Linked DNA regions of Dromaius novaehollandiae: region 1 is linked to region 2. The links are chromatin contacts, called in public Hi-C maps. All regions are on one chromosome and are shown on one strand. The core of a region is the stretch at or near the end of the contact, and the rest is flanking DNA. Distances in the headings are between cores, read along the strand shown.

Region 1 (4,984 bases), core at 235-2,734, 160 kb before region 2:
CCAGTCCTTTCACAAGTATATGTCTGGAGAAATTGGCCTGAAGTTGTTACCATTATACTAACTGCATTTTCAGGGTCACAGCTTTTAGTACTGATGCTGGCAAAGCATCTACTGACTTTTTTTTTTTCAAAAGCTCTATTTGTGGGATATAAAAATAGTTTCAAAACTGGGCTTGTAGCAGCCAAAATAATGTACATCCACGAAGCCATCAATGTTTAAGAAAGGAAAAGAAAATGTACTGCTTGAAAAGTGCAAGGTACTAACAGCTGCCAAGTTTAAAGAAACATTTACAGTGCAGAAATGTGAGCTGTTTTCTGTAGGCATTACAGAATTTTCCTGTTCACTGAAATTTGGGCCTCAGCCGGCACAGCTCCTTTGGATCTGGCCAAAAGACCTTGGAAAACCATGAGTTTGTGTCCCCTCCCCCCCCCCCCCCCGCCCCCTTCCTTCTCCATGCTAATTTTTCAGGCAAGCAGGTTTAAATCTACTTCAGTCTTGGAGATGCAAGCCCCGGTACGTGCACAAGCACTTCTCTTAATTTGATGTCTCCTTCTCCTGAGAATATATTCCATGTTCCTGCCATTGAAGATGTACTTTATTTTTATTTTTTAATTCTCTGGAGGGCTGTGCAGGAATTAGGGAATTCTTTTGTTCTTGGGGCTTGTGAAGAGTCAAGAGGCTAAATTTACAGGGGGAAATCTGGAGCGGATAAACAGACTGTCATTGTGCAGTCCACATAAAAGGTAAGGAGCTAGCCTGTATGTTTCCTGCATCTTTGATGTGAGTTATTGCATGGGTACATAGCACGTTTTCTATCTGATCTTGTTTGGCTGTGCTCTGGAGCTATCCTGTCTGCTCTTCCAGTAAGGAAAAGGAGGCACGGCAGCAGGGCTTGCTTATTTTTCACCTCTGTTGCTCCAAGCGGTGTGAGCATGACTCCTTCCAGCTCCTGCACCATGAGGTTGCATCTGACCTTAAGCCAAGCTATAAAGCTGTCTGGATGGAGCTGCTGTTCCTCATGGAAATGCTTTTATCCTGTTTGTATTCTCTGTACAAGAGTAAAACCTCCTGTCAGTTGGTGTCTTTTCTCTGGTGCATTTCATGAAATGTGAGATTCCTTTCCCTTGATCTTTACTACAGTTGTATGCTGAAGCATGGGCTTGTTGGGTGTCTTGTGTCCACTGCATGAAGTGTATGTGCTGTGATTGAAGTTTCGCAGATAGTTATTGAGAGATTACACATAAGCTTGACTTATGAGACTATAGCAAAAGATTAAGAATACAAATTGTCAGAATTTTTTTTAAGGTTTTGCTGGGAGACAGGGGAATTCTGGGTTTTGGGTTTGTTTGTTTGTTTTTCCATAATTTAAAAATTTGGTCTGTCAAACAGGCCTATTTTATCAGCTTTAAATGTTTTTAATAAGGCTTAAACCCTACCATTTGGTAGGGTTGCTGTTTCCAGTCTGTATCCCTAGATGTCACTGGAAGACAGCATATGCTGAGAATTTGTGATGTTAAAGCGAAGAAAAAAAGACTAAGATTTAGACTGGGGGAATGCAGAGGGGAAGATTTTTGGTTAAGTCCCAAGGTAGTTACAGGTATAACCTGTGTGCAGCTGTACCCTAAAAACCTGAGAGGAAGAGGATGAGAAATCTGTCCTTTGATATGCCCCTTCCCTAGGGTTACTGTGCAGTACCATCGATGCCCTTTAGCTCATGCATGTTTACTGCAGCGCCCCATGGAAGACGTGGGGAGAAGAGTTTGGCTGCACCACCTGAGAGGAGAGACAGATGTCTCCTGGTGGCACTGGCAGCTGCAGAGGGTCAAAGCAGGTGAAAATCCACAAAGGGTGAGGTGCTATGGGAAAGCAGCCCTGCCTTCATGCGCCTCTCCCATTTGTGTCAGCTCACACTGCCCCGTTGCTGACAGCGAGCACATCTGAGCAGTGACTTGGCAGGGGACGACTTGCTTTTGGGGGGAAGGAGTTGTTTTCTCTCAGTTTAGCTCTCCAAGTCTGCAGGCTTGGAGAAGTGCTGGTGTAGGGAATGGGGGTGACTGTGCTGGGGGCTGTGCATGAGATCTGGCCTTTACAGAAAAGAGTTTTAAGGACCCAGCACTGAAGAAGCAGTCAAACCCATGACAGATGGCAGTGGAAGTCTCTGCAGGGATCAGAAATTCGTATGGCTGCTAATCCTTTCCAGTGGCACTCTATGCTCTCCCTGTCGGGTACTGACAATCCCCAGGGGACCTTGTGCCTCACAGCTGTAAGAGGTCAAAGAAGCCCACTGGAGATGGAGCCCTTCAATGCTCACAATATTTTGGATTTCAGTGGGTATTTTGTCCGTGAAAGGAGTCTGAGACCAGTTTTTAACATCTAAAAGATCAAAACTGTAACTACTGTTATTAAAACTCTCAAGAGAAAAAAGAGCAAGTGTTGGAAACTGCTTCTAGAATTTTTGCTAAGAAAGGATGAAACTTGTCAATGCGTGTTTTTTTGTTGGTGGTGGGTTTTTTTTAGGAAACTTGTTCTTTCCTGCACTGAAGTTTTATAAAGAGTAATTTTTAATCCATCACTTGATTCAAATGTTAAAAGTATGTATGTAAATGTTAAAAGTTAAGTAGCTGTCTTTCTGTTGACTTTAGCAGGCTTCAGGCAAATAAAGAGAGTGTTGTAAAACTGAAACTCTCCCTCTTATAGTTGAACCTTTTTATTTATTTTAAGAGTAAAACAGCAGCAGTGCAATGACATGATAAAATTACAAGATTAGAAAGTACTTTGTGCCCATGAGATTGGAGTTTCTGAAACTCTGGAGCCAATTGCATCAAATGGGGTCACTTATATCAACTTGCATCAAACGAGCTTAATGCAGATCAGTGGGCACGTGATCACAATCAATGCCATATGGAAAATGGCACAGATGTGGAAGATGCGTCTCTGAAGAAATTTGTTGGTAATTTAAAACCCATTTTCCTAAAATAATGTATGTATATTTGTATTTTCTGGTCAATATAGGAATATTGACCTCTCATCTTGGGATTTGTAGATGCTCGTGGACTGTCTTAGCATGTGTTCAACCATCCGGATGTCAATGTCTGTTCTCAGGGCTGATGGTAGGATGCACTATTGTTTTCTAACTCACCTCTGTAGTTTTCCTTGTCACAGCTATCATTATCATATCTAGCTCATTTCTATAATTTTCTAGCTCATTGTTACCACTGCCATTGTTTAACCAAACCAAATGGATACAGCCCTAATGACATCAGTGAGAGACCTAATTTGGGAGTGTGGGGAGGAGGAAACCGCTCTGGGCTGATGCCAAGACCCTGCTTAGATTTTAGGGTCCATTACACACAGGAAGGGACTAGACTGTTCACTGCCTGCTGCTCGCTCAGAGACAAGTGGCCATGGCTTTTCCTGCCAATCTCAGAGTAGCTCAGTGTGAAGATCGTCCTCCTTCCTCCACAAGGTGTTGGTTAGCCTGCCTCTGCCTTATGACTGTGCCCATGGGGGCTTGCAAGGCAAAAAGTGAATATCACAACTGAGTCTATGCTCAGCTTTCGACTTGAGAAGCTCCACTGGAAGTTTTTGGGGTTTTTTTTTTTTGGGGGGGGGGGGATGGTGAAAAACAACAGAGACTTTCATGGTTTTGTTGATAGCTGAGAGTGAGCAAATGTTTGAAAACTGTCAGCTGCCTGTTGTGTTTGGTGGCTTATTTCATTCAATTAGTGATTTTGGTCCGATTTATACCGGGCAGATATCCATAGCTATAGGAAACACCACCAAAGCTGACAGATGACAGAGATGATTTAGGGCCCAATCTCATGCAGCTCACAAGACTGCAGGTTATGCTGTGCAGCAAAGGTGCACCAGCCTATTTTTGCTTCCAGGCCTGAAGGAGTTTGTTCTTTTATTTTCACATTCTTTTCCTCCTGTCTGCACCCTGCTCTAGCACCAAGAAATTGTGTGTGAGAGCAAAAACTAATTGCTTATGAGAAAAATACTTTATTTTTCTTTTCCTGGCAAAATGGTTGAGTAGCACTGTGAAACACAGAATTAAAATTCCTGCTTGTAAGTACTTGCAGTTGAAAATACTAGTCTGAAAGGCTTAAGTGCTGCTTCCCAGAAGAGGCATCTCTCTCTTTCTGATGCATCCTTTATGCCTTAGCACCTGCCTTGGTCTGAGGCACTTCAGGCAAGACCCTGAAGATGCACAGACATAAGTTTCCTCTCTTTGCTGGGGCTGGTGTATAGGAGTATAGCCTAGGCTCAACAACAGAAGAGCAATTGGCCCTTCTCGTGCACCTGCCAGAGAAATGTGGTTGATTCAGCCCCCGCAGAAGGAAGCTGCATGAAAACATCCTAATGCAGCTCTAAGGGTTGCTTTCCTGCTGAAGGCCCTGACATCTCAGCATTAGTAAGATCTGAGACTACAGCCAGCAGGAGAAAATACCTTGGATTTTTAGCTGCCTTTCTGCTGCTATTTGTCCAGTCATACTAAAGAACTAGCTCAAATCCAAACTCTAGTCTAACATCTTCAATTCACATGTGGAGAACTTGCCAATGCCCTATGGCGTAATTAAATCAATAGTGTTTTCCTCAGTGTAAGGAGGTATTGAAAGGTTTTTCCTGTTGTTCTGAGTATTTTAATTTCATTAAGAATAACTGTGGAAATTTTCAGCTGCTGCTGAAATGCTGGCCTGAAGAAAGGTCACCTATTCTGGCTGAGATGCCTTATTGCCTCTTCCTTGTGGTGCTGGTGAGCAGGTATAGTTGTTCAGGCCATTCTGCGTAACATCACTCTCGGATGTGGCAATCGGGGCCTCCTCCATAGCTCTGTGAAATGGCAGCTGCCTTTGCATGGCCAACAGGCAGCAGCTAATTGTTCCTAGGGCAGAAACACCAACCACTTCCAGTGCAAGGTGCCAAAAATGGTAGGTTTGAAAAGAAAAATGAAGAAGAAAACAACCAAGAGGAGTAGTACTGT
Region 2 (5,299 bases), core at 1,479-3,978:
AAGTGATTAAGACAGAGCACTATTTTCTTTGCCAACCCACTGACAGTGTGACATTTGCATGTAATCACATTTGCCGTGTTTCCTGGATGCTGGAGAGCGTCAGACACAACCTGGTCTAATTTTTTTGGTTTTTTTCAGCCACTGTGCATGCCACTTTTAATATTTAAGCTGTGCCAGCGCTGTAAAATAGGCAAAGGGAATAAAGCAACTTGCAGTGATTCACCTGGAATCCAAATGAGGATTTACAACATACTGAATTTAATAACTTCTTACTTATTAAAGTCTTCATAAGAGACTATGATAAAAAACACTACTTCTCTTTCACTGAATTTACCCAAATTAGTCTGTATGATCAAAACAGGCCTTACACTACTTGTTCTAAGAAAGCCAAATACCTCAGCGAATGCACACTGTGAAATGAGTGGGACTCCCTGGAGCTGTGGAAATAGAGCATTTAAGAGTGCTGTGATGTACCTACATTCCCATGTTGTAGCCTCCGTCCACGGTTCAGTGAGGATCATTCACAGCCCACGCGTGTATTAGCAGCAAGGCAGAGCTTTATTATTTCCCCCTAAGAGAGAGTCATCACCACCTGAAACACAGGGATTAAGATTTAGGAGTCTTCAGTCCAGTCTTTGCCATCATCTTCCCTGATGGTTCTGGCCAAATCTTTCACCCTCTCTGCAACACAGCTCGGTAGCGGTCAGCCCTCCTTTTGGCTCTTGCGTATGACATTTGCTGTATTAAAAACAGAAGTATGTTTGAGAGAGCTGCCCCATCCCAGATGAAAGCCCAGAGCACCCAGCCATGGTTATGCTTCTCCCCAGGAGCCCCCTAAGATCCTGGCAGTGAGTGCTCAGCTGTATTTCTGCATCTGCATCCCTGCTGGCAGAGGTGGTCATTTCATTTGGATGTTTTTCCCGTGTCCGGGCTTTAGCCAGTCGGTACTGGCAAACAGGGGCCCCCTTCTGACCGGACTTTGAAATAAACTGTCAAAATGTAAGCGCATTTTGCAGACAGCCTGAAGCTGCCAGTCTCCGTAACCTGCGTGTGGACGTGCCTCTTGGATCAACCTGTCTCTGAGTCTTCTAGCAGAAAACCTCACCTGGGCAGGTTTTGCAGTGCCTGGCCCTGATAAACCTGCATGGAGGTGCACCCCAAGGCAATGCAAAGCTGCAAAATCAAAGCGCCTGCTCAGATGCGGCAGCTTCAGGGAGTGGGCATGTGGGGCAGGGAGAGGTTCAGGTTTGCAATTTTGGATCTACAGGCCTAAAATCTGCCCTGATTCCCTCTTTGCTACTTATAACCCTGCTCAGAACTAACACACGATCTTTGAGACGTTGCTGAGATGCAGACTAGGAGGTTCAGCAGTACCTTCAGTGCAGGGAACGTCTTCCTCATTCTCACTCACAGGAGCAACAGTTTGGGGGCAATAGCAGGAATCATCGAAATACACGGAATTGTCCCATTACAAAATAACACTGTTCCTGGAGGCAGGGAGGAGCAGGCTGTAAGTGACTTTGTGAAATCCTCCTGCTCCTAAAAATCAGTCACCCCTCTGGGTGCAGAAGACATTCTCAAGATGCAGAAAGGCTGTAAAAGCTGCCAAGGCACCGTTCAGCTTCCGGCTGCTGGAGGTGCTGGCTGGAGGTAAAAGGGGGGGGGGGGGGGGTCAGCAAATCTGTGAAACTCCATCAGCCCTGGTAGCTGTAATGCTCATCGGGCCATTAAGGAATACCACCCCCAGGCTGCTCTATTTTAACCCAAAGGAGGTGTCAGCTTCAGAAATGGAGCGCCTGCAGCTGTGGTATGTTGTGCTCCCTGAGTCCCGTGAAGGCTTTGGGCTGAGAAGTGCTGTGGTTTCACCATGCGCTGCGCTGGCAGTCACACAGCCTCCCCGCGCTTGTCTGGGAGGTGAGTTTACTAACGTTGCCAACTTCCCGACATACTTTATTGAGCCTCGCTCAAACGCGTCCCTATGGAAGTACGTTTGTAGGGGCTAAATTAACACTAGCAAAATGGCAAATCAATACTTTTTTGCATTGTTCTCTCTATGGGCTTGATTCAATTAATTCTGCTCCAGCTTTATTAATTTAATTTCAAAACAGGTGCTGCGTAAACCTCCGTGAATGGAGAAGCTTCCCAGAAACTCCATGAAATGTCACATGGGAGAGGCTGTGGCTGTGCTCTGGCAGGGCTCTGCATGCAGCAGCCACAGAGGGAGGCTGGAAGCGGTAAATGTTCCCTGTGGGACAGAGGGGAAATCCAGGCAGGCAGCCAGCCGGATCCCAGAAAGCAAGGGGCGCTCAGGCCATGGGAAGGAGCGAGTCTCCCTCGGAGCTGGGGTGGGCCATAAGAGAAATCTCAGCTATGTCACTGCACCTGCCCCTACATGGTCTCATCTGCCTTGGCGTTTCATACACTTTAAACAAAAAAGTAGTAAAAAAGCAGTATTTGGATGACTGAGCCCAGCACTCGGATACTAGAAGGAGCTGGAGCTGCCACTATTTTTGCAAGGTGAATTTGCCTCCCCTTCTGCCCTCCCGTGGTGCTGCAGTCTCCCCTCGCAGGGATGTTGGCCACTTTGCAGGAGTGTGTGTGAACCCCGCTCTGCTCTCCCCCGCTTGGCTGTGTCGCCTGCACCCTCGCTGCGCACCGCAGCCAGGAAAGTCGCCGTTGCATGCAGCGGCTGAAGCAGCTGCGGCTGAGCCAGGGACACACGCTGTAGCCAGATGTTCACAGCTGCAGCTCTGCCTCTGTGCCTGTGCCGAGCCCAAACTGGGCAGTCCCTCTCTGCTGCCCAGTGGAGGAATTTGCAAGTCAGACAAATTGCGAATGCTACAATGTCCTCGCAAAAATACAAAGGGCTTTTTTTTGGGGGGGGGGGAGGAGGTTGATTTTTGTCTCTCCTCCCCTGAGTTCATTAAAATTCTCTTAAAGAAAAAAACCCCCAGTCATCGGCTTGTTAAAGCTCTAATCTTTCTCAAATGCCTGCATCAATTGAACAACAGTTGGATTCGGCACAGCTTGAAGCCTATTTCGGAGGGACAAAAATCTCTATAATCTTTTAAATACAGACATTGTCTGTTTCTTGAATATCTGCCATCCTTACATACATAAAAGCCTACTGCCTACAGCAACAGCAGAGGAGGTTGCTAAACACCGATAACTTTGAGGTCTTTCATTACCCTCCTGCTATTCCATGTGTTCATTTAGCTGGTTAACCAAATTAAAGCGGCTATGAACAGAGCCCCATGAGATGTCATAGCATGGCTGAGCAATGCAAATTCTCCAGCAAGAACGAGGGCTACCGGCATTAGGTCCTGCCTGTACCAGAGGAACATAGGGCACATTTCACAGACTTTGCTGGATTTTTCAATCCGATAAGGAAAGCTGCTAATAAATGTATTCAGGAAGGTGGGGGCAACTGTTAAATCCCTGTGCGCTGCAGCATTATACAGTGGTGCCATCCAATGCTTTGGACATATGGAAAAGAAAGGGGGAAAGAGATTCATAGGAATGAGCTGATGGTCTGGGCTCTCCAGAAACATCCCCCATGACCACAGCCAGAGCTGAAGATTCGCGATTCTCAGCCCCTCGCCCCCCTCTTACCCTCAGCCCAGCTGTCCAGGTGGATAACCACATTCCTCACTGCCATATGGCAAAGATGTATGCAGTACAGCTTTTAAGATACTTGGATATTGCAAGGATGGAGCAGAAGCAACAGTTTATCAGCCATTTTGCCTTGCGGTGCTTGGTTTAAGGCAGTAGTTTCATTCTGCTTTGAAATTGTCTCAGTGCTTTGAACAGAGAGCTCAGTTTCTGGATGTCTTATGTAGCCTGGGTTACCTAGTGATGTGATTTACTGTCCTCAAGGGGAAACTAAGAAACTCTCCGGATACCAGTACTGCTTCCAGAAGCAGAAATGAGGGGCTGGACAGGGTGTGCTGATGTAACCTATTTTCTCCAAACCCCACTAGAATCACTAGGGGGATGCATCTCCCAGAGCCTGTCCTGCCTTGGCAGACCTCCATGGACAATTTGCAGTTGCTCCTTGTGTATCCTGGTGTGTTAAGCCTGACTCAGCCTCCCTTTCCCTTGACATCAGTGGACTCCACTTCTTCCCTCTTTGGTTTCTCTATGGCCTTCTTTGTCAACATGGGTGTTTTGTCCGAGACATCCTTTCCCAGGAATGCAACGTGGAAGCCCAGTTCTGTAGGCCCTCCAGTGAATACTAGTCCTCCAAATTTTCGTGCATATTTAAATACAAGTTTTCGTAGGGTTCCAGGCCTTTGGGAAGATTGGATTTACAATTCGCTTTGAGACATGATAGCTTAAAAATGAATATAACCACATCCACTCATTTATTATTCACTTAACTGGCACAGAAGATGCATAGCTCCAAAAAAAAAAAAAAAAAAAAAAAAAAAAAAAAAAAAAAAAAAAAGGTGAACAAAAGCATGCATCCTTCTGGATACTTTCAAAACCTCAAAAACTTCAGGATACTTCCAAAACTTTCAAAAACATCAGGAAATGCCAGTACAGCACAAACAGCAAACACCATTCTTTCCAAACCCAAAGATTTAGGTCACTGGAGGAACAGCCATGCACACTAGCAAGGATGGTTTAGGGTTAAAAAAAATCTGTTAATTTTGGAAGGAGAAAAGATGCAGTTTGAAAAGAGCGTGTTGAATAAGTCTGCTTTCTATAGTTCATATGTTACACTAGACTCAGCCAGGACCTTGTCAGCCACAGCAGAGCAGTACCCCATGCAGCTCAGCAGAAAGTTACAGCTGCTTCAAGGGCTGGGTAAATGACAGCCAGATCCCTTATGTGATCTGAGTGATGGGATTCAGGTGGCCAAGCAACCGGGCAAGGGTTGCATACAGGCAGGGCTGCTGCTGCAAGGAGGGAATTGTGAGAATTGCAATGCTGTCAGTGCCACAGAGGATTTTTCAGCCTCCTGTGTCAGAGCAGTTTATCATCAGGGAAACAGAACCAAAAAGCTCTTACATAGTCAAAGATGAGGGCTGATGCCTGGCTACCCAGGCTGGGGACCTATGGCTTATTTTGCTTGGCTACACGCCTTCCTGTATCGGAGTGAAAGCAGCAGCCCTTCGCCGCACTGCAGCAGCTGCTGTGGCAGAGCAGCTCTGCTCTTGGGTGAGAGGCTCCCAAGCGATCTGTGCTGGCAATGAAAGCATTGGGGCGCCCTGCTCTGAGTGGCGTGGTGCAGCCAGCAGATACTGCAAGGACCTCCAGGCCAGGATAAATCCTACCACACACACACATCTTGTAC

The links. Hi-C and Micro-C count contacts between places; a contact is called where the count stands out from the background.
Region 1: a contact with region 2 is called in a Hi-C map of liver, with 6 times the contacts expected there. The contact joins two enhancer-like sites. A contact is called at or near these places in 3 of 4 Hi-C or Micro-C datasets (brain, liver and ovary).

The regions. Positions count from the first base shown.
Region 1 is chr2:50,504,776-50,509,759 of bDroNov1.hap1, reverse strand. No RefSeq gene overlaps it. Among named protein-coding and RNA genes, the nearest start is that of EIF1B, 13 kb to the left of the region's middle. Within about 2 kb of position 1,484, at least 1 of the 2 cell types and tissues checked has open chromatin away from gene starts, as enhancers often do.
Region 2 is chr2:50,349,475-50,354,773 of bDroNov1.hap1, reverse strand. No RefSeq gene overlaps it. Among named protein-coding and RNA genes, the nearest start is that of CCK, 11 kb to the left of the region's middle. Within about 2 kb of position 2,728, at least 2 of the 2 cell types and tissues checked have open chromatin away from gene starts, as enhancers often do.